Linked DNA regions of Danio rerio: region 2 is linked to region 1. The links are chromatin contacts, called in public Hi-C maps. All regions are on one chromosome and are shown on one strand. The core of a region is the stretch at or near the end of the contact, and the rest is flanking DNA. Distances in the headings are between cores, read along the strand shown. Region 1 has its middle 74 kb from the start of tmem182b. Region 2 holds the start of si:ch73-30b17.2 (a long non-coding RNA gene).

What was found. Hi-C and Micro-C count contacts between places; a contact is called where the count stands out from the background.
Region 2: a contact with region 1 is called in a Hi-C map of an unstated tissue, with 7 times the contacts expected there. The contact joins the promoter of si:ch73-30b17.2 here to the enhancer-like site in region 1. A contact is called at or near these places in 3 of 18 Hi-C or Micro-C datasets (caudal fin, embryo and an unstated tissue).

Annotation. Positions count from the first base shown.
Region 1 is chr6:15,345,212-15,352,049 of GRCz12tu, reverse strand. No RefSeq gene overlaps it. Among named protein-coding and RNA genes, the nearest start is that of tmem182b, 74 kb to the right of the region's middle. Within about 2 kb of position 3,574, at least 7 of the 62 cell types and tissues checked have an H3K27ac peak or open chromatin away from gene starts, as enhancers often do.
Region 2 is chr6:15,936,856-15,943,693 of GRCz12tu, reverse strand. si:ch73-30b17.2 (a long non-coding RNA gene) reads left to right here and starts at 3,341. Exons shown (of 4, transcript XR_012407714.1): 1 at 3,341-3,559.

The DNA of each region.
Region 1 (6,838 bases), core at 2,325-4,824:
ACATTATTTTGTTTGCAAGTCACTTGTGACTAAAATAATATGTAGTTTAGCACTAGTAGAACCAGTATAAAATATACTTAATGTAATAAATGCATAATTTACACATTTGCCAAGAACAAAATCCAAACATCTTGTAAAATGATTCCATCTTACAGGTTTTACAATACAATCATTAACATAAACACACAGATTTTGTATAGTCCCATCAGCATCAACAGAGTCTGTCTGTATGGCAGTGAATAAGCAGATCCTCAGCATGTGCCTATTAATAAGAGCTGAACCAGGTCTGGTGGTAAACACTCCATTCCCCCGTAAGACTGTGGGTGGGACACAGATTACGCACACAAATATTACAAATGCAATTGTCTCTAGAACACGGGCAGGCAGCGGTTCGGAAATTGACTTTTTGATTATTCAGTTAGTACGATAATTAAATATTCCATGCCCAGGGTTCCGAAAGTCACTGAACCGTGCCAACGATATTTAACAGGCCTTGACAGATGTTTTAAATAATGTTTATTTATCAATACAAATATAAAAACGCCCCAAACTGAAACTCCACACCCTCCATGCAAGCTCTGCGATATGGATTTCTATTGTTGTACTGAGAAAAGTTTGTAGAGAATAGTCAGCTATTGTATAGAGAAAGAAAGTGCACAACAAAAGTGTATTAAATTACAAATAAAGTACATTTAAAAAGCTACAACTGCTGCTGACATTAAGGTAAATGTGCAAAGGTAGTGGTTATTTGTGCATATTTAGAAGGACCAAAGAAAAAACTGAATGTCAATGGAATTAAAATATGTAAATTTATGTAATCCTGAAAATATAAGAGTAAATTATACATATACATCATTGTAATGATATTTTAAAAAATTTTGATGGAACATAACAAATCAACTGAGGTATCTATTTCCTGCACAAAAAAGTAATACATAAAATACAAAAAACTAAGCAGCAAAAATATATTCAAATGTATGAACTATAAATTAATAAATGGGCATATTTAATCATCCAAAATCATCCAAGGGAAAATGTTGTTATTCTAATTAGAGAAACTATGCATCACAACATGCAATATCTTTATGTATTCCCATCTAAAACTGCCAATGCTGTTCAAAATCAGCTCATCATTTGCAAGTCCAACAAAACGGCAGTGAATATAAGAGCAAAAACAGTGTCTTTGGCTCTAAAATTGCTCTTTGGAAATAGATGGATGCCAATACAAATGGCTAAAGAAACTATATCTGACTGGACCTGAACAGCAAAGATAACGTCCCGACACACAAGATGAAACTTCATGATGATTTGATGTATTTACTGAACTGGATGGGGAAAGTAAGCCTAGCATTGGTGAGTATCACTGAACAATGATCCTCTGAGCTCAAAAACGAAACCGTTCTTTACTGCTTCCGAACAAGTGCTGTAAGATCTGTCACAACTGTCATTGGATTAAATAATATGATACCATTTCAAATTATTGTTAAAAGATTTGCATTATATGTTAAAGTTGTATATTGTAAAATAGTATATATATATATAATATGAGGTGACTCAAAAATTGCTTTTTGATAATTAGTGATTAATAACTCAAATGTTATTTTTATTTTCAAAATCAAACAAAAAGTGCTCAGGGGCAGCTTAAATAATGTGTCGGTGCTCTTTGGGTGAGGGATTCATCAGATTAAACAGCAAAAGTCAGTCCAAGGTACTCAAAAATGTGGGAAAATATTTTTTAAATAATAATTAAAACATTTTTTTTTTCACATTTTTCGAGTGCCTTGGACTGATTTTTGCTGGATATCTTTTGTTTTTAGACAACTTTGATTAAAATTTTGATCTAGTTTCGATTTAATTAAAATGATGATTTAGAAATATTTAACAAACTTTCTCTTTTAATACTTTTGCAATTAATAGAATTGTTTTATTAAAAATATAAAGAAATGAAGCAATCAATCAATGAATATAAAAATAATAAATCATTGAATACTTAAATGAATAAAATAAAAAACAGCATTCTTATTTTTCCTTTTTTTAAGTAAATATGCTAAAATAATTGCAAGTTTATATTATATTATATTATATTATTGTTATTTATTTGTGTTATTTGTGCTCTGTTTATGTTTTTTTTTACTTTCTCTCTCTCTCTCTCTCTCTCTCTCTCTCGCTCTGTTCTATTATATTATATTATATTATATTATATTATATTATATTATATTATATTATATTATATTATATTAATTTACAACCTTTCCTGCAAAAAAAATGTGAAAGATTAAATCTCTTATAGATGTTTGACCAAATTGTTTTGAATACTTATAGTTACCAACAACATATTTTGAGAAAAATAAAATCATAAATTAAATTCCAAGGTATCATCAATTTTATTTTTCAGTCTAAAATGCTAAATAACATATAACTCAACTTAGTGGTAACAGGAAATTTTATGTAATTCATATTAGCTAAGTTATACATTATTATTATATTATATCATATTATAATACATTATATTATATTATATCATATTATATTATTTTATATTATATTATATCATATTATATTATATCATATTATAATACATTATATTATATTATATTATATTATATTATATTATATTATATTATATTATATTATATTATATTATATTATTAACAATATTTCCTACAGAAAATGCAAGAGATTTGATTTCTTATACAACATGTTTGACCATAATATTTTGAATCCTTATAGATCCCACAACACATTTAGAGGGAAATATAATCATTAATTAAAACCCAAGGTGCTTATCAATTTTATTTTTCAGTCTAAACGCTACACTTTAACCCAACTTATTGGTTACAGGAAATTATATTTAATTCATATATATATATATATATATATATATATATATATATATATATATATATATATATATATATATATATATATATATATTATTTTATATTATATTATATTTTTGAGATGTATGAAGAAATGTCTTCTTTTTTTTTTTTTTTTACAAAAGCTATTTATATAATGTCAAGTACAGTGTGTTTGGTTGTGCCTTTTTCAGTTTTTTAAATAAACACTACATAATGAAAGGTGATTCAGTAGCACTCGTGTTTGAATAAGAGCATTTGTGCTGTTAATGTCAAGCGCGGGAAGGACCGGTGGCGTGTTTTTGCGACGCTCTGTTTTCAAAAATAAACAGATCACAAACTATTAAGACTGAACTCATAGAATATTCATAACTGCTCTGTTGGCCCTGTATGACAAGCCGTCACAAAAGCCTCAGCACATTCTCCTTTTCTATTGCTCATGTCCCCAACACACGGAGTCCTGGCTGCCACTTAAATCAAATTAGTAATTAGCAAATTGAATCAACAATTAGAGCAAAAGAGCTACATGGAATTAATGTCAGCACAGTCATTTTTTGTCAGGCTGTCACTTAAAAGTCCAAAAAGCTTTTCCTGTGGTGGTGCTCGCCGTTTTTTTCCCGAACTGCTCAAAGCTAAAGCCCAAAGTCCAACAAGCCTCTGTGTTTTTGAGAGACAAACGTAAGTGTGTGTGTGTGTTTTGTGTGCGCGCGCGCGTGTTTGTTGAGCTCTGTGTGACCTACTCACACACAGAGACATTGCCCGCTGCTTTCACTCCTTTTTCTTCTCATCCCTATCGACGTTTTTCACTTTGCTCGAGCGCAGCTCCAAGTTGGAGATGTCAGAAATATCGCTAGCAGAAATGGAAGTCTCCTCATTATGCAAATTGGGGCTCCACTGATGGGCATATTCTGTTTTAGGAATTACATCCCCTTGTCACAAGTCAGATTGCATTTGAGTAACTTTACAAGGAATTGTCACCGAGATTTGAAAGTGGGTGTCCTCTACGCCAGTCTCGATTTTATCAAGGAATAAAAATAGACGAGTTTAGTTTTGTTTATTAATTCTTTTTTTTTTCTCCACAAAACAAGATCAAATGTGAGGTCGTCAGTGGGTTTGAATGGAGTGGGTTACAGTTTCAGTGTGGACATGTGAATAATCAAATAAAGAAATGTTTAGAATTTGATTAAATGTTATTAATATTATATTATATTATATTATATTATATTATATTATATTATATTATATTATATTACATTATATTATTTTATATTATATTATTATGACATTTTTACAGTCAGCGAGATAAAGAGATTTAATCTGGAAAAAAATATGTTTGGTTATGCCATATTGAATTTTGTGTAAATAATTTGTTGTTATATTATATTATATTATATTATATTTTATTATATTATATTATATTATATTATATTATATTATATTATATTATATTATATTATATTATATTATAGTAGTTCCATGCAGATTTCAACTTTGCCATGAAAAAAAAAAAAATGTTTTCACCAAAATAGCGAAAGCAACATTTTTTTAGTGTTAGCAAGTATTATTAGACAGTACTTTGAAAATACTCAACAACGCCCTGTCAATGTTTTCAAACTGTTCTTTTTGATTTGAGTCACACAAATTGTCACCTTAAAATTATAAGGTTCTGTCTGACATTTTTGTCAAAATTGAGTTATTGGGATATTCTTATTAAATGACAACTTATTTTATTTTTTTATAAGTTGCTTACATTTTAAGACTTTTTTATTTAAAATACAAATGTTACACACATACTGTTTGCTATGGAATGCAAAAACTTTAAAGCTCAATATCTCAAAATCATTCAGTGCGCAGATAGAAACTTTTAATTCCAAGGTGACGATATGGAAATTTCACATCTGTCACATCCATAACAGAGAGATATCACATCCATAACAAAGATTTTTCCACATAAATACAAAATTGTACAATTAAATAACAATTAATTATCCTTTTGATTTGCATCCATTCTTTTGGGTTGTGTAGTTTAATTCACAGAATTTCAACTAAGAGTTGTATACTGAATTCAAACTTTTTTGCTCACATCCATAATGCATGTTTATTTTCCTCATTTCAAATGAGTATTTTGGTGAGCAGTTTTGGAAAATATAAACAGATGTTTCAGTATGACGTTAACATACTTTCTCTGTGAATTTATGCTTTGAATGTTTACCGCAAATTGCTCTATATTATATTATATTATATTATATTATATTATATTATATTATATTATATTATATTATATTATATTATATTATATTAATTATAATAATTATATTATATTATATTATATTATATTATATTATATTATATTATATTATATTATATTATATTATATTAATTATATTATATTATATTATATTATATTATATTACATTATATTATATTATATTATCCGGTCTTCATTAATAGGGCTGCACGGTGGTGCAGTGGGTAGCACGTTTGCCTCACAGCAAAAAGGTCACTGGTTCGAGCCCCGGCTTGGCCAGTTGGCATTTCTGTGTGGAGTTTGCATGTTCCCACCGTGTTTGAGTGGGATTTTTCTGGTTGCCCCGGTTTCCCCCACAATCTAAAGACATGCTGTATAGGTGAATTGGGTAAGCTACATTGTCCAAAGTGTAGCTGTGTTAATGGTTGTTTCCCAGTGATGGGTTGCAGCCGGAAGAGCATCCGCTACGTGAAACATATGCTGGATAAGTTGGCGGTTCATTCCACTGTGGTGACCCCAGATCAATAAAGGGACTAAGCCGAAAAGAAAATGAATGAATGAATGTCTTCAATAATGTAAGAAATGCAAAAACTCATATATTTAAAATTTTACCCAACCCATTCTATCACACTTTGCCAACTAAGAAAAAAAATCAAAATTAACTTTAGATACTTTTGCTGATTTTTAAAACATAAAGAAAATAAAAATAATAATAATAAAAAAACAAGTTTAAAAATGTGTGTCCTTCAGCCAGTGTCAGTTTTATTACAAGGAACAAAATGAAACATGTAGTCATCGAGATGAAGTGGGTCGCAGTTGGTTGTGTCGGTGTGTGGAGTGTGGACATGTGAATAATAAAACAAAGGAATGTTTGGAATTTGAATAAATGCATTTCAATTCAACTGTTTGTAATAAAATATGGTAAAGAGCTCAATTTACTGTATATTTTAGATTCATTTCAACCTCCTCATGTGTTCAGCGTAGAGAAACATGACAGCTCCTCCTGCAAGGGAACATTAATAATCATGTTCCATTAAAAGTCACTAAACAAGGCAGCGTCAAAATGAACAATTTTTCTTCTCTTTTCTTCAAGAAGTGTGTTAGATTTCAGGTTCAAATGCACAGACAGACAATCTCAGCCTTCTAAATCATTCATATATGACTAAAAAGTCAAAACTTTTAAAATTGCTCATATGAATACAGTAAAAATCTTAAGTTCATGATTATTGAAGAGGAATCTCTGTTTAGGTGTATATGTACAATTTACAAAATGTGAAAAAAGACCCCATGTGTCTATGACATTTACAGAAAATGAGTGCTGCCAGAATTCCCTAAATTTGTTCAGGCTTATTTCAATATTCATTACATTTTCTGTGATGTTCAGTTCAGCAGTTTTGATTAAGCATTAATTAGCAGCCAGGGGGGAAACCAAACAAAATAAGTCGCTGAATTGCTAATGAATGTTATTTGGATATGGGTAAGATCCTGCATCTAGAGTTCAGGAGTTCTCCAGTCACCCTTGCTTCAACCAATGTTATTATTTATTAATTAGTATTATTGTTTTAAAACCTTTCAAATAGTTTTCAATCTAAAACTCAGAGAGTGTGCTTCGTTTAATGATTACTTAGACAATTATGCATATCACATCATGCTTCATTTCTATATTTTCCCCTTTCTCTAATTATTTTGCACTACACTCTAAAAAATTAAGATCCAAAGAGAAATACTTTTA
Region 2 (6,838 bases), core at 2,092-4,591, 590 kb before region 1:
TCAGTAGTTTTGTTCTTTGGTCTGTGAGAGAAAAGGGATAAATCTGGCAGTTATTAACATGTATAATGCTCTCCACACAAGACAATCTACTGATGATGTAAACCTGACCTGAAAAACTTGCAGAGATGTTTTTGTTTCGGGATTGTGGAGTAGTCGCTGTATATGTTCTTGAATACAGTCATATCTTCTTTGCAAAAGCAAATATAGGATTAGAGCATAATGCATTATGATTGTCTAGTGTACACCCCTTTTGAACGAGGCTTGGGGAACAATTACTGGTAATTAAATATGTGCCTGTACAGAAAAAAAAAGATAATTATGTCCTTTGTGTATTACACCAATTAATTACTATTATTTCTAGGAGTAAAGCCTTTAATGACTTGAGAATCTGCTAATACAATGCGCTTGCAAGTGCACTACATATGTCTAACCAAGTTTCGTCTTTCTTTGTGTGATTCGGGCAGGTCACCTTTGATGTTTTAAGGTTAATCACTGCCATATCAAAACCTCGGTGAGTGAGTTTACACTGCCCGTCTGCCCAACAGTGAGTGGATTAGTTGAATCTCTCCTCTCTGTGGGCTGGTGAATGAGTGACCAGGCGTTAACTCTCCCACACCTGCAGTTGTCCTAATGAGGGCTGCCGTGGAGCACCTTTGAGCCTTTTATCCTCATCTCCCCTTCTCAAAAGAGTTACAGAAGCCATTCGGGACATGCGCAACCTTCTTCCCCAGCAAGACTGTTTTGCCTTGAAATTGAAGCAGTCAGTTTAAATGCTTTGTTTTATTAACCATGTAGAAAACCCATTGAGCACATGCACACAACCAAACTTTCCCTCATTCTCTCACACTTACTGTTGTTATCTTGCAAAGACTTTCCAGTGCTGCATTACTGATCTCTGTTTAAGCAAAAGAGCTGTTGCATCCATTCACAGTTATCTATTTATTGGCTTCAGGCACTAAAACCTAACCTGGGATATGTGGGCCCAATTATTAGTAATCTATTAAACCCTGAAACCTATAAATGGTTACACTGCAACTCTCTGAGCTAAAGACAGCTCAGATGCTCCATGCTCTAAATCCCTACCTGGTTAATGAGACATTGAACCCAACAGACCCTCTTCCAGCGCCTCTGTCCCCTTTCCAGGGCCCCCGGGGATACTGTAATTCCATCTTCTTTCTTGTCCTAGAGCCACAAATACATTGCTCAATCAATGGATGTATAGAGGAAACCACATGTCTATCCAAAGCAAAAGGATGATCTCTGGTGCTTACATACGTGTGTTTTGGGACAGTGGGTGTCATGCGGGTTGCTGCCCCTCCTGGACTAAGCACTATTGACAAATCTATCAAGGAGGTGATGCATCAGCTCCCTACAAGCCCGCTCCAAGGAGCCAAAGCTCTGACATGCTGTCACCTTGGTAACTGCTACCGAAGTGAATAGCCTGCTGGGATAGCTGACCTCGGTTGGCGGACCGCCACAACGCAAAGGCAGGCGTGTGGCTAGAGATGTCACCAGACCCCTGAGGACCATCGATCCCCCCCAACATCTCCACCACCATCCATCCTGATCCAGGATAAATTATTCCTCTCAAACAAGAGCGTGGCAACTTAACATTTGTGATCAGACGGCATGTGGAAGCCATGGATTCGAGTGATTAATTAAACTCCAGTTATCCTCAGTCGGGGTGGGGGTTGCAAAGCTCCGCAAAACAAATACAAAGACACGTTGTTGATTTTAGAAGCGTTAAAACTGCAGTAAAACCACAACATTTACTGTAGGTCTTATATTATTATTAATATTACTGAACTATTCTATGTGTATGTTTACTAATTTGATAGTGATGTATAGGTTTAAATAGGTTTGAATTTCAGGTACCCCAAGTTACAGTGTCAGCCAAACTTGTTTATTTTTATTTTTTTGAAAGCAAATAATAGAAGTGAAAGGGTGACATGATGGCGTAGCGGGTAGTGCTGTCATCTCACAGCAAGAAGGTCACTGATTCGAGCCCCAGGGTTAGTTGGCATTTCTGTGTGGAGTTTGCATGTTCCTCCCGTGGGTTTCCTCCGGGTGCTCTGGTTTCCCCCACAGTCCAAAGACATGCGCTGTAGGTGTATTTAATTAGCAAAATTGGCCGAATGTATGTGTGGGTATGATTGCAAGAGTGTATGGGTGTTTCCCAGTGCTGGATTGTGGCTGGAAGGGCATACGCTGCTTAAAAGACAAGCTGGTTAAGTTGGCGGGTCATTCCGCTGTGGCGACCCCTGATTAATAAAGGGAGTAAGCTGTACCAATTGACCTGAATTCACCCCTATAAAATTTCTGATACATTTTAGCATGGTGTATTATGTTGTATACTAATTCAGATTTGCTTGCTGACGTATTATTTTAGTAACTGAGAGTTAGTTGCACAATTTGTCAGTAATAACAATTTAGAATAAATTATATATATTTTTCTCCCCAGTACTGATGCGGCTAGAAGGTATAGTTGGCGGTTCATTCCACTAAAGTGACCCTTGATAAATTAGAGACTAAACCGAAAAAAAATAAAATAAAGATTATTAAAAAAATATGAAAATAATTGCTTGCTAAAATTTGTGTTTCTTTTAATTATTATAGTAATGTTATTTAGTTTATGAATGTTTTAACATACATTTTAATATGAAGGTGTATAATGTACATCTACACTCTTTCAGTTACACCACCAGTTTAAATGAAACAAAGATTTATCCAGGTGATATTAACTTTCCTGATAATGTTTGTTTTCCAATTAAATTTGCAAAAACACTGCCAAACATGGATTATGCATGTTTATAGTTTTAAATTATTATTTTTATTTTTTATTTTTGCTTTTTAACTTTTTTTTTTTATTTGCCTTTCAAAAACATAATTTAGGACAAACTCAACTCCAATGTAATATTTTACAAACTGACTTATAAATGTCCAATAAAGACTATACATGTTAAATTAAAATCAAAATTTGCCTAGACAATAGGATCATTTCATGTCTTATCATTAATGTAATTTCTCCTCCGTTTCTAGTGAAATACAGCTTACCTGTATTTACCGGTCCATTGCAATTACTATGTTGTAAAAGTTGGCCTGTCTAAATTATTTATTGTCACTTCAGGTGTCTTGTGGCCTACACTGAAAGCACCATTAAAGGCAGTTTGAATCAGCACCTTTGTATTATTATTATTATTATTATTACTACTATTATTATTATTATTATTATTATTATTATTTGATTTATTTTTTATGATTTATTTTTCTATCTTGCAGCGAAGAAAAAAACAATTTGTTGTGCGTTCTATTTCCGGCAATCTATGAAGCAAGCGGAAATGAGAGGAAACTGTCACTGAAGTTGTATGACTTAAGAGCATAGCCCCTGAGGCTTTTGCTAATTTACGAACGATTTTACTACAACTACTAAAATAACAGTAATTGAGGGAAACGTGACGCAAAGATTAAGGGCAATTTAAGTGCTACTAACCGTCGTAAAGCTTCGGTTAACCATCCATTATCCGTTTAAATTTCTCTGGTCGCGCAGGAAATCCTAAAGGTAGGCCTCTTTACTTAACTTTCCACTGTAATAGTATACAAAACAAATTTAATTTAGCCTATAAAAGGTGTCACTCTCAAGAGCTGAAGTTGGAAAGTATTTTCAGAAAACCTGGCGTCATTCATTAGGCCTAAGAACATGTATCAAAGAGTATATCTGTCTCATCCACATAAACGAATAAGTGCATTTTTACAAACTAATGTGGGTACTAACGTATTATTATTAACTAATAATTAAATTACTAACTAAATTGGGTTTATAAATCTGATGTATCTCATTAACATTTGAAAAGGAAAACAATTGTTTTTTTGGCAATAAGTCCTCCGAACAAAGCGGCAGATGGCGCTGTTGGGCCACGGAAGTGTTTGTATAAAGTGTAACGTACGGCCTTATAAAGCTAAATGTGAGTTGATGAGCTTCATAACACAGTGACTTGAAAAGGACGAGAATTTCTTCTTGTTTGTTAGTAGTTTCACCCCTAAAAACAAATGATCTGTGCCACTCTGGCTCAAGTAAATAAAATAAAGAAATAAACAAGCAAGCAGGCCTATTTCACATGATGAACATGTACTGTACACTCAAAAAATACGTTTGCTGTTTGTTCAAACGCTACTTACTTAAAATGAGCTGAAACAACACAATTCTTGAATTTTATTATTTTGTGGGGGGTGGGGGGGGGGCTTAATGTTTAGTTAAGGTCAACTTAAATGTTTAGTTCATACCAATTAAATTTGTATAAAATAATAAGTTATCATAATTGTTTAGTTCAATTAAATTAGTACAAACTAATAAGTTAACTTAATTCATTTATGTTGTCCCAACACAAATCGACTGTGTGAAACCCAGAATTTGTTTACAGCTACAACTACAAATAGTAAGCAAATAGAAACTTATATATTTTATTAAAATGGCACACACACAAACACACTTTTTGTTACTTTAAAAAGAAATTAGAGATCACCAAAGTAAATTCAGTTACCTGATTTAATGTCACTATAGTATTTTTTTAGAAGCCAAATAATAAACATCCCAATTAAATGTCAGCTAGCGTGCAAAAAAGTATCAAAGTTGTTTTTATTAATGTGTGGATTATAAACTATATGGTTATAAGAATGCATTAATTGGGTTTTTAAATAAATAAATGGATAAATAAATAATAATCAAGCAAGCAGTAATCACAGAACGGACATGCACTTTACTAAAACTAAAATACTAATATAAGGAAATACAAATGTGTGTGTGTGTGTATATATATATATATATATATATATATATATATATATATATATATATATATATATATATATATACATATATAATAAAAGTACACGCAAACACACACACAAACTTTTTTTCATTTAAAAATAAATTAGAAACCACCACAGGAAATTCAGTTACCTATAAATTATTGTCGCTATAGTATTTTTAGAAGCCTAACTGAACATCCCAATTAAATGTTTTTAAATGTTTCGAGTCAGCTGGAGTGCAAAAAAGTATCAAACTAGTTTTTATAAATGTGTGTATTATAAACTGTTATAAGCATGCATTCATTGAGATTTTAAATAAATAAATAAGAAAGCAAGCAAGCAGTCCCAAATCACAAGATGAACATGTACTTTACTAAAACTAAAATACAAATATGAGGTAATAAACACTTATATATTTCATTAAAAGTACACACACGTATGCACACACACACACACAAACATTGTATTAATGTAAAAAGAAATTAGAGGCCACCACAGTAAATTCAATTACCAAATTTACTGTCACTATAGTATTTTTAGAAACCAAACTTGGGAATCATCCCATTTAAATGTCAGCTGGATTTATCAAATATATTTGAATGTGTATAAACTATATGGATCTAGGCATGCATTCCTTATGACAATAACTAAATAAATAAACAAACAAATAGATAGATAAATATATAGCTTATTGTAAATGTTCTCTTATGTTAATTGGGTATATATTTTATCATGTATTTCTGTATCTGTTTAAAGGAATCGTTAAGGTTCATTGATGCCACCCAACAGTTTCTAAACTGTTTGAAGGTTTATTTCAAGTAATTGAAATGCCCTGAACCCTAGTTTATTGGTCCTTTCCCTCACCTTTTCGTCTGAGCCTCAAAACACAGAGACTTGAACTTCTCATTGTATAGAAAGGAAACCCCACACGTCACGTCACTCTGCATATATATTTCATTAAGCTCTATTCTCGCGCTCAGGAGCGGCGGAGGGCACGCGGTGCCAGCTCGCACTGCATACCGCATGGGCATATGATCCGGAGCGATCAGTTTCACCAGTGGTCAGAATGGTTCCGTCTCACCACGATTTTTTAAAGTTAGCCTCCATGTTAGTAACGAATAAAAGACCAATTTACGTTTTCGTGGTGAGGTATCGAACTGGATATACATCCTTTTAGGGTAGTCGCACTCTGCAAATAAGGACTCATTAGACACCACCAGGGACCCAAGTGACAGCAGCTAAACTCCCCAGATAGCATACAGTTCTGGGCCACATCTGGGCCAACTAAGGCACATATGGCTCACTTCTGGCAATGGCAGGAGACATATGGGCCAGATGTGGCCCGTATGTGTCACACCGGGTGTAGTATGAGTTGTGGCCTACTGTATGTGGGCCAGATGTGGCCCGTATATGTCACACCGGGTGTAGTGTGAGTTATGGCCTACTGTATGTGGGCCAGATGTGGCCCTTATGTGTCACCCCGGGTGTAGTGTGAGTTGTGGCCTACTGTATGTGGGCCAGATGTGGCCCGTATATGTCACACCGGGTGTAGTGTGAGTTATGGCCTGCTGTATGTGGGCCAGATGTGGCCCATATGTGTCACCCCGGGTGTAGTGTGAGTTCTGGCCTGCCGTATGTGGGCCAGATGTGGCCCGTGTGTGACACCCCGGGTGTAGTGTGAGTTCTGGCCTGCCGTATATGGGCCAGATATGGCCCGTGTGTGAACACCGGGTGTAGTGTGAGTTGTGGCCTACCGTATGAGGGCCAGATATGGCCCGTGTGTGACACACCGGGTGTAGTGTGAGTTGTGGCCTACCGTATGTGGGCCAGATATGGCCCGTGTGTGACACACCGGGTGTAGTGTGAGTTGTGGCCTGCTGTATGTGGGCCAGATGTGGCCCATATGTGTCACCCTGGGTGTAGTGTGAGTTGTGGCCTGCCGTATGTGGGCCAGATGTGGCCCGTGTGTGACACCCCGGGTGTAGAGTGAGTTATGGCCTACCGTATGTGGGCCAGATATGGCCCGTGTGTG